2 separate regions of the Sus scrofa genome follow, and region 2 is linked to region 1. Evidence: chromatin contacts called from public HiChIP or PLAC-seq data. All regions are on one chromosome and are shown on one strand. Each heading gives the region's core, a stretch centred on a gene start, on an enhancer-like site or on the middle of the called end of the contact. The rest is flanking DNA. Distances are from core to core; before and after follow the strand shown.

Region 1 (5,294 bases), core at 1,911-4,410:
CTGCTGTGTAGAAGAGGGAGATGAAACCTAACACTCACAGAGTGTTAGCTTTGCAACATGATACGTGCCTGCTTGCTAACATAAAAACATGTAACCCCAGCCTTACAGTATGTTATATAAACTAAACCAAAAGGCCTCTCTGTGACAGACACATCATGTATAAAATTTATAATCTTTAGGCCCTGACAGCATATTTTAAACTGAAAATTGTGGTTCGGTTTTCATGTTTGCACTGGTTCTGGTAATTCAACTATTAAAAAGTGGACTAGAAAGCTCTAGATGACAGGGCACATTTGTCTTCTCACCCTGACTTTAAAAAAAAAAAAAAGGCTAGTATACAAATGACAAATACTAGATGAGCTCAAGCTTTCAAAAACGCATTATCATTTTCACAGTCATCTAATTTAGAGACAGTGGAACAAATCCAAGTAACAATTTTATTTTAGTCTACAGCACAATTTTTTATATACATTTTAGTGGTTTTTGACAGTGTTACTTTAGAGCAGACTTCAAATGAATCCACAAAAGTTAATATATTAAAAATTAAATATACACAATAAAACAACAGGCATCCAGATGTTCAGAATCATGCAGAAGGGGTGGTCTGGACGGTGTTATGACTGGGTACCTTGCCTATTTAAGAATTCACCAGCAAAAAAGCAGTTCTTCTGTTCTTCTTTCCCATGTAATTTACCAAAGTCAGAGATTTCTAAACACACACACAAAATAAACCCTCATTTAAAGCCACATCAGTACAATATTTCAATTAATTGAATTTGATATACTGTCAAGCCAACAAGTCCAATGATCAAACCCATTACTGGAAAACAGGCTATCAGCACCTGATATAAAGGCAAGGTTATCTCATTTATTAAAACACCACCAGGAGATTAACCAACAAAGCAACTGATATGTTAATCTTAATATAAGACACTGAGGGAAAACCAAAAACAACATATTAAATACCACTCCACTGAGTCAGGATACAACCCATGGACTACAGGCACATGAGTTTTTATCTGCCAAACAAGGCTTTAAATATTTTTTTTTATGAAAAAGAAAAAAGTATATCAAGAAATGCAAAGGAAAGGTAGAAATGTGAATTTATGCATCTAGTTCCACAATTTAAAATGAATATCAAACTGATAATGTACAGCTAAGTGACAATGACTTAACCATTAGGCACCAAACAGGCATGACCACTATTCTCTGTAATCAGAATGCTCTTCAGGAGTTTTCTATGGATGGCCAATCCAACAATACTCTAATACAGACTGAATAGGCATCCGCTGTTGAGAAAAGACCCTGAAGAAAACATGGCAAAGGCATAGAGAAAAGGTTGAATCTTTTGAAAAAGTTTATATCAAAATACTTTTCCATCACTGGGACACCTAACTAGGTCAAGTATATGACCCAAAGCAGCACGGAATTCGGAGTCAGAGGTTGGCAGAAAAGTTTTGGAAAACTTGCAGTTTTTAAAAATTGGCAATTTCTCCATGCTTCACAAAACTATCAGAAGAGGTATAATGTTTGTTCTCTTGTGGAATGTTGACAGCTTGCTGCAAAAATTCACATGAATGAGGAACCGCAGAGATGCGCTTCAATGAATTATTTTTTTAAAAAATTTACAAAAAACTGAAGTTTCTATTTTAAAAAATAACCACGTTATGCCAAGATGAAACATGGTAAAAAGTAGTGTAAGTTCTGTCCATGATTCTTTACACGGCTAATGGGAAAGTGATAGAAATCATTTTCTCTTAAAAAGGAAGTTTTGTTATTGCACTGACTTTTACAACCTGACCTGGTAATTTAGAAAAATCATGTAGTAAAATCTGTAAAATTAAAATACAAAATTCTGGTTTGTAAACATCAGCTGGCCAAGCCTATCCAGAGTCCTTCATAATAGTGGAATGGAATGAATAATTAAGTCACAACTTTACTTATTTGCTGTGAGGGGGAAAACTCCAGAACACAGCTTTTGTACTTTCACAGTAATTATATTCAAAAGATATAAAGAAAGTCAGTGCAGTTGTCTTCTTTGTTGTTTTTTCCTCCGTGCAGTTTTCAGGTCTGACCTCACTCTTTTAAGTGCCATAATTGAAATAATACTGGTTTGGAGACCTAGTACAGATTGGTCATAAATGTCGCATAAAGTCTGTAGGGCTTCGGTAAAGATATTTCCAAATGGCATAGTAATGCACTGCAGCTGCCGTGGCCACAAACAGGTGCCAGATGGCATGGGCAAATGGAATGATGCCATCGCTCTTGAAGAATACAACTCCCAGGCAATAAATTAAGCCCCCACAGGCAAGTTCGTGGAGTCCGTCAGTGTTATTCTGTCAACAGAGGAAAAAAATAAAAAGGTTTTGATGTTACTCTGATGTGACAAGCTAAAGAGATCACTGCAATTCCCCCTAAGCCTCCTAACTGTCTAGACAATGAAGTAGCTCTGCGTAGACAGAACCCTGACCTGTAAACATGAACTACACTTAAATTGACCTAGATTACCCTCTGGATCAGTGTCTTGACCTGACTGAGCGGTCAAGTTACAGGTCCCATGGTAAAAAGTGGTACCTCCTGCTCATTTATAGCAAGTTTAAGCAGACTGTGATTGCATCTAAAATGAATGATAATTTGTTTTAATAAAGTACAGTCCTCGGCTTTCATCTTCCCGTTTAAGAGCTTTTTTTCCCTACTAAGGCACGCCCACACCACTCCATTTATAATCCACCTCTCAGCCTGGTTTCCACTCCTTTGTCTTCCTCAAACTCTGTTCTACACTAATTACTTTTCTGAGACTCTCCCCCTGCTTCGGTGAGCTTACTGCTTCTTCATGGCTAACACAGGAAAATCCAGCTAGGAGTGACCTCTGAGACCTGAGACCACATGGCATATTTCCTAACTTTCTGGATGTTCCCAGGCCTTTTTGTCTTTGCACCTGGGAGTTTCTTAGCTTAGCAGGAAATTAACAGCCTTGTGTGTTTTAGCATAAAAAGGAGAACGCGTAGACTACTTTTGGTTTTCAAAGACCTTGGCCCATTTATAAGATTAAAATTGGGCTGTATGAATGAGAGGGGAAGAGAACAGAGGCAGGCTTAGGAAGCTGATAGAGAAACAAGTTGGGATTCCTGGAGACTAGGAATAGAAAGGTATCAGGTTCTGTAGGGTGAGTGGAAACTTAAGCCAGATTGTGGCATGGCCTTGGATGGGGAGAGGTGTATGGATAACCTAGAGGACTGGGCACTGGGTGGCTGTGACTTTGGGAGCCTTGGAGCAGATCCCCGTGGCCAAGTTCAACAGGGAACATGGGGAAGCCTCGTTGTAACCACTTGCTTGAAGGGTCCCATGGGCCTAGGCCAGAGCAATGGCAGTCACGGACGATGTGTGCCAAGAACCAGGCCTGAGGATCCAGGGCCAGGGTGAGGATCTGCCGTATTTTTCAAGTTCACATAAGCACCATGGTTTTTGTAATTTTCAAGTTCACATAAGCACCATGGTTTTTGTAGGATAAAATAATGAGGGAAGGAGCCAATTCAAAATGACAGATACCAGATTTCTCATTAACCTCGCTAAGGTAGGACATCAGCCAGATTTCGTTTTCCTTAAAAAGGAAAACAAGCAAAACAAACCACCATACACACTCATTATTTCCTAAAGGTTACAAAGCAATTGATATTCTATAATTATACGCAATTCTCTGTGTATGTGTATTAGGGGCATTTTCCTAAGAGAGGAGGTTTTCATGGGATTCTCACAGGGGCATCTACTCCTCAGTGAGGAGTCACTCAACTAACTCCTATTGATTGATTGATTGATTGACAGATTGACTGCTTTTTAGGGCTGCACTTGTAGCATATGGAAATTCCCAGACTAGGCATCAAATTGGAGCTACAGCTGCCGGCCTACAGAGCAGCCACAGCAACGAGGGATCTGAGCTGTGTCTGCCACCTGCACCACAGCTCATAGCAACGCCAGATCCCCAACCCACTGAGAAAGGCCAGGGATCGAACCTGCATTCTCACGGATCCTAGTTGGGTTCCTTAACCACTGAGCCACGAAGGGAACTTCCCAAACCTCCTTATTTTAGATGAAGACACTAAGAAGGTCAGAGAAACGAGTAACCTGAACAAAGTCACACAGCTGCTCGATGCCCCAAAGACACTGTTCCTTTTTCTTCTGCTAAAACAATATATGAGAGACCAAACCAAGTGCACAGGCTGGTTCTGACACACATTCTGTTAATAGACGGTTAGTTCTTCAGGACAGCACATCTGCTTTATCAACCCTCAAAGAACAAGAACATAGTTAAACCTAGAGCAAACAAAACCAGCTATGTTTTCTTCATTATCAATGTCAATATGTTTCTGTGTATCAGGCCCTGTTTGAAACCCTCATTTAATATTTCAGTATTATTTTAATCTCAACTTTATAGATGAGAAAGCCAGAACACAGAGAGGGTAAATTACTTGCCCAAAGCTATGAGGCTTTTAAGTGTCAGAATCATGATTTGAACAAAGAACCAAGGTGGTCTATCTCCTGAACTTATGTTCCTTTTTTGGGGGGGGGCGGTCATTTAAAAAACAGATGATTAATTTACACAGGGTAATGCATAGATCTTAAGTGAACAGTAAGAGTTTTGATAAAATGCACACATGTATGTAAACCATTCCACCCCATCAAGATACTCACGCTCATGTATCCTAACACCCCACAAAGTTCTCTGATGCCCCTTCCCCATCCTGGACAATCCCGTCCACCAAGGCAACCACTTTTCTTATTGCTTTTACCGCAAACTAAGCTTGTTCTAGAACCTCACATGAATGGAATTATACTCTATGTACATTTTTGTGTCTGGCTTCATTTTTTTGAAATGAACAGTGTACAATGTTTTTGAGATTCATGAATGTGCTACTGTGTACCAAGTCATTCTTTTTTTTCTATTACTTAGTATCCCATTGATTTATTTAACATCATTTGATTATCCTTTCCATTTGAGGGGTATCATGAATAAATTTAATATGTATATTATTTTACAAGTCCTTTTGTAGATACATGCTGTTGTTTCTGTTGGATAATACTGCTTGAGTCATAAAGGTATGCTTAATTTTATTTATTTATTTATTTATTTTTTGGTGCATCTGTGGCCTAAGTTCCTGGGCCAGAGATTGAACCTTAACCACAGGAGTGACAATGCCAAGTCCTTAACCTGCTGAGCCACCAAGGAACTCCATTTTTTAATCATAAACTGCTAAACAAATTTCAAAGTGGTTATACCATTTCAAACTCCAGCAATG
Region 2 (5,639 bases), core at 890-3,389, 99 kb after region 1:
ACCTTTCAGATCACCCCCTTGAGGAAGTCAGGATGTGGAATGGGGAATCAGGAATTCATTCATTTGCAAACACGTATTGTGCACTTAGCATGGTGGCGGTCTGCTCGGTTCTTTGGAGCTTGAAGCTGCGCTGCATGCCCTGGCTAGGTGGAGGGCACTCGTGAAGAGGGGGAGCATCAGGTGCATCTTAGGAATAGGAACGTGAGGCTCTGAGAGACAATGGATTCCAATTAGCTCATTCTTATTCCCTTCTTCCACTTCTCTTTTCTCCTACTTGAAATATAAATCAAATATCTACATAGATATGTGCTATGTGCAGTTGTAACCATGCAGGACCCTGTGAGGCCTTCCCAGAGTGGATCTCCCACTCATGCCTTCTACCTTCCTTTTTATCTACAGAAAAACTTGAGTCAAGAACCAATTTAATCAGAGAAGTGAAAAAAATACAGAGAAAAAAGAAAACAATCATTCATTCATTCAACAGTCAAGGACTATACATAATATGCTGAGCCATGTCCCTGAAGTGGTTTTTCAGGTGCTAAAGCCCCCACTGGGTGGAAGAAGTCAACTGTATGCAGCCCACAAGCATGTAGACCCCAGACCAGTTGGAATCAGAAGGTTGGTGATGCTGATGCCCAGTGACATCCCCATCAATCAGCAAAATGTCCAAGAGCTGATCATGCCCTGCTCCTCACACACCGTAAGACTCCTCACTACCTCCTCCAAGGTGGGGGGCCACAGTCATTGAGGCACTAGCCTGCTGTGTTCCCCTCTTTGCTGGGCAGTTAAAACTGCTTTTTCTGTTTCCTCCACCTCTGTCTCCTGGCTTCTATTTGGCACTGCTGTACAGAGACAGCAGAGATTTCAGCAACACTATGGGGCATTTGAGGCCTAATCAGAGAGATATTCCCTGGGCTCTCAGTTGTGTGCACACTCGCTCACAGTACAGCCATTCTATCTGCTGACCCAGAACATCGGCCAATACAGATAAATATGTGCTGCATGTAGCAGTTGCATTTCTAGGCAACAAGAAGTTATTTCTTAAAACACCAAAATAGTTTTTTGTATTTTAACTATTCTGGATAGGCATTTTTCTCTGATATGACACACTGCCTTGCTTCTTCAATACAATGCAACATTGTATTGAAAGTTTTAGTAGTTTTAATTTTTAATAACTTCAGAGGTTAAACATGTCAGAAACTTACAAAAAAGTCTTTAGAAGTTTAATTATTTTACAGTTGAGGATATTGAGGTTCAGGGAAGTGATTTGCTTAGGGTCAAGCAGATGGTAAATGATAATAATAAGAGTTCAAGCCAAGTTTTGAAGTCTAATCTAGTTCATTTTCATGGCAGATACTGACTAGATAGAGAGGAAGATGAAAGAGGTCTAGATGTCATAGATGCTAGAAAAAGTGAGAATGGCAATCATCCTAAAAACCCTATGCTAGCCATCTATGTTTTCAAAAGTCCCCTTGACCTAAAAATTTGTGCTGAGAGAACATGACTCCACTTCTCTAATCCACTGCCCCTCTTGACTTCCCAGTCTGAATCTACTGAAAGGTTCACCTGGGAGCTTCTGGAAAAATACTGCCATGATTTTTTTCTTTTTTTCTTTTTGCTTTCTAGGGCACCTGCGGCATATGGAAGTTCTCCGGCTAGGGGTTGAATAGGAGCTGCAGCTTCCGGCCTACACCACAGCCACTGCAACACAGGATCCTTAACCCACTGAGTGAGGCCAGGGATTGAACCTGCATCCTCATTGTTACTAGTCAGGTTCATTATGGCTGAGTCACAGTGGGAACTCCCTTCCACGTATTATCACCGAGCAACCTCAAGATATTTTTCCCACTTGTACTAGGTCGAATATACCTCTGTCTAACTTCACATACTTTTAGAAATTCAGAATGGGACTTTATTTGGAAAGAGGGTCTTTGCAGAAGTAATGAGTTAAGATGAGGTCATGGTGGATGCGGGTGGGCCTTAAATCCAGAACTGGTGTCCTTAGAAGGAGGCGATGTGGAGACACAGACACACAGAAAGGAGGAGGCTGCATGGAGATGGGCAGAGATTGGGGTGAGGAAGCTGCCAGCCAGCTAGGGCTGAGCATGTCTGGCAGCCACCCGAAACCAGGAGAGAGGCTCGGGGCAGGTTCCCACAGAGCCTCTAGAAGGAACTGAACCTGCTGACACCCTGATTCCAGGCTTCGAGTCTCCACAACTGTCAGAGAATACATTTCTGTTGCCTTAAGTGACCCAGTTTGTGGTAGTTCATTACAGTAGGAACAGATACACCCGCTCTCTAATGCTTTGAAAAAACCAGGCTTGGCTTGGAGCGCACTGAGAGGGAGACAAAGTTCACTTTGGACAGACCTCCCTCCGCTTCTTTTTGGTACTTGCACCTCTAGCTCTGGTTTGGTTGCTTGCTCTTTAAGCTCAGGTAAAGTCTCCATGGAGAAAATGCCAGAGAGGAAAGAAAATTCCTGTAGGTGTTTTTTTTTTTTTTTTTGTTGTTGTTTTGTTTTTCTTCTTTTTAGGGCATCACACGTGGCATAGGGAAGTTCCCAGGCTAGGGGTTGAATCAGAGCTGTAGCTGCCGGCCTATGCCACAGCCACAGCAATGCAGGATCTGAGCTGCATCTGTGACCTACACCACCTTACCCCACTGAGCGAGGCCAGGGATCAAACCTGCATTCTCATGGATACTAGTCGGATTCATTTCTACTGCACCACAATGGGAACTTCCCCTGTATGTGAAATTTGCTTTCAGAGCTTCCAGTGTGGCTTATCGAGTTAAGGACCTGATGTTTCTGTGAAGATGAGGGTTTGATCCCTGGCCTTGCTCAGTGAGTTAAGGATCTGGCATTGCCAAAAGCTGCAGTGTAGGTGGCAGATGTGGCTCAGATCCAACATTGCTGTGGCTGTGGTGTAGGCTGGCAGCTGCAGCACCAATTTGACCCCTAGCCTGGGAACTTCCATATGCCACAGGGGCAGCCATAAATAGAAGAAAAAAAATTGCTTCCACTAAAAAAATAAACACACAAGACCTTCAGTTAAAAATCAAAACTGGTTGACAGCCCCTGATGTAGCCTTTTATCTTCCCAGGGAAATTCCTCGGAAGGTGCAGAAAAATAGAAAGATCTATGAAATAAATAAAAAAGCGGTGTAGCAGGGGATGATATTTTAAAGAGGCTAAGGTATTGCTTCTCCCTTCTCCCCATCCCTAGAATTATTTGAACTCATTTCTTTTCACCTTCATCATCCAGGATTTCAGTGAATCTCGGGAAGGATACATCCTGGAAGAGTCACATTCATTATTCTTGAGCTTCTTTGTAGACGTCTGTAAATTTATACCAAAGTCTGTAGGCGGAGAGCCAGGTGTTGCAGGTAGAACAAAGGCCACTTTTAAAATGATAAAATATCAGCTTTGTGTATCGAGAGACCACAAACATGGATTTATATCATAGGCCAAAGTGGAGGAAAGAGAAAGTGAAGAAAGTGAGCAGCTTTCCTATCTAAGTCAGTCAGGTGGAGAGGGAGATTTCAGGGGCAGGTAGCAAGAGCCCTTCCCTTCCCCCACACCACCTATTGGTGGAGAGACTGTAGAATTACTCCACGGCAGAAAGGCTTGGGATTTAATTCCACAGTATGTCTCTGGGAGAGTGTCAGATGCTTGGAGAGGCCCTATGCCCTATGTGACAGTGAGTGGCAGTGTGCAGGAATAGTGGAGAGCAATTTCCAAGAAAAGTGGCTAATTATTTAAGCTGGGGCTACTTTACAATTGAAGGCATATCAAGATGGTCAAGGAAAATAGCCAAGAGTTTCCAGGACATCCGAATGGGATTAAGATGTAAGAGTTGAGAGACGTCTGATTTAAAAGGGCTTATAGTTCTACCAAAGGGCACTGGGTGAGCAGATTGATGGCTGAGGGCCTGGAGGCTTCGACATGAGCAGTGATGTGGCTGATGCAGAATCTGATGCGACACGAAGAACAGACTGGACAAGACACAGGGACACTGAAGACAAATGCAAATAGGTACCCCACATGCTCCTTTCCCTAAAGCTGGGTCCTAAGACCCCTGGAATTTAGATGTTTCCCAGAAAGGAGGAGGGAAGAAGGGGCAAGGGGGAATCCAGAACTTGAATGGGTATTTACTTCCCCAAAGATGAAGCTTTAGATAAGAAGTCATTGAGTTGGTTTTTATTGGCGAGGCTGAATTTTCACCATTGGCAGGTATGGGGATTTCAAACTATTTTACTATCAGAGAAATGAAGGAAAATGGGTTTGGTATACTTGAGTCAGGGCTGTAAGTTTTACATAGATTTAAAATAAATTGGAATGACAACATAATACCGGAATTTGAGAGACTCTTACTAATTATCAGGTAGATGGAGCTGGATTTAGCAGTATTTGTACGGTCTTCCATGCAGGGTATAATCAGGACTTAAATTATGGAACAGAGAATGTTTAAGGATAGTTGGGCATTTCTACAACCAACTCCACCATCTGCCCGCCCCTGTATATAGATCCAGGACACATCAAACCTTATTTCTCTCCTATCCTCAGCATTTTCAATCCAAGAGAAGTGAGTAGAGAAGAAGGGTGTTTTGGTGATGGTGATGCCTTATGTCATGGGCAATTCCTCACCAGTTAATGACAAAGGTGCACAATGTGATGGTTTGACATAAATGTCAATTATATCTCAATAAAACTGGAGAAAATAAAATAAAATAATAAAAACAGAGAGAGAGAAAAAAGCAGAAGTGTGAGAAAAGGCACAGTGGGAAGGAGAATATTCCATCTCTATAACAAAGATGTACTAGATTAATGAAGGGTCAGATCACAGAGGGCTTGGTGAGCTACCCTGAGAGAGTTTGTATTTTATCCTAATTGCCGCAAGAAGCTATCAGAGATTTAGATAGAGTAGTGACACTGAGCACACTTACTCTTGGAGAAATTCTCTATGGCTGATCTTCAGGAGTTGAGTTATAGCGAGACAGGAGTGGGAGAAGAGGGATCGGAGGGGGGTTGTTGCCATGTTGTGGGTGAGGTGTGGTGGCAGCGGGGACTGGAGTCTTGGTGGAGATGCTAAGAAGTGGCTTGGATTTGAAAAATATATGTTGCACTTGCTGAGCATGGGATGTAAGTGATGAGAGAAGGAGGCATTTGGCCTTAGTGATGAGGTATATATGGATACCATATATGGGGTTTCCACTTGGTGATATGCACACGCCTGGTTTGGGGGTGAATCAAGAGTTCTCCTTAGGATTGGATAAATTTGAGGTGCTGAGGAGTAGCTGGATGTCTGGGTCTGCATCTCAGTACAAAGGTCTGGGTTGTAGGTACAGATTTTTGAGTTAGCAATCTACAGGGACTGTTCATAGTGACAAAACTGGAGGAGATGACATTGGGAGGCAGTGCAGATAGGGAAGAGACGAAGGCTAAGGACAGGGTCCAGAGTATTCCAACACTGAGAGAGCCATCTGGGAAGAAGGAGCCGACAAGTGAAACAGAGGCACAGCCAGTGAGGTGAGAATGAAGCCAAGGGAGCACGGTGTCTGGGAAATCCAGGGAAAGTGGGTGCAAAAAGGAAGTAGCCAAGGAAGTCAAAGTGATTGGGCAATATGAGAACAGGGAATTGA

The links. HiChIP or PLAC-seq counts read pairs in DNA pulled down with a chosen protein or histone mark.
Region 2: a contact with region 1 is called in an H3K27ac HiChIP or PLAC-seq map of skeletal muscle, with 2.1 times the contacts expected there. The contact joins two enhancer-like sites. A contact is called at or near these places in 4 of 47 Hi-C or Micro-C datasets (embryonic fibroblasts, liver, omental adipose tissue and 1 more) and 1 of 2 datasets of contacts at active chromatin or transcription factors (skeletal muscle).

Annotation. Positions count from the first base shown.
Region 1 is chr12:31,695,426-31,700,719 of Sscrofa11.1, forward strand. MMD (monocyte to macrophage differentiation associated) reads right to left here. Exons shown (of 7, transcript NM_001044595.2): 7 at 424-2,336. The coding sequence ends at 2,136. Among named protein-coding and RNA genes, the nearest start is that of MMD, 25 kb to the right of the region's middle. Within about 2 kb of position 3,161, at least 5 of the 83 cell types and tissues checked have an H3K27ac peak or open chromatin away from gene starts, as enhancers often do. A contact at or near this core is called in skeletal muscle, where this site is marked.
Region 2 is chr12:31,795,277-31,800,915 of Sscrofa11.1, forward strand. No RefSeq gene overlaps it. Among named protein-coding and RNA genes, the nearest start is that of MMD, 75 kb to the left of the region's middle. Within about 2 kb of position 2,140, at least 3 of the 83 cell types and tissues checked have an H3K27ac peak or open chromatin away from gene starts, as enhancers often do. A contact at or near this core is called in skeletal muscle, where this site is marked.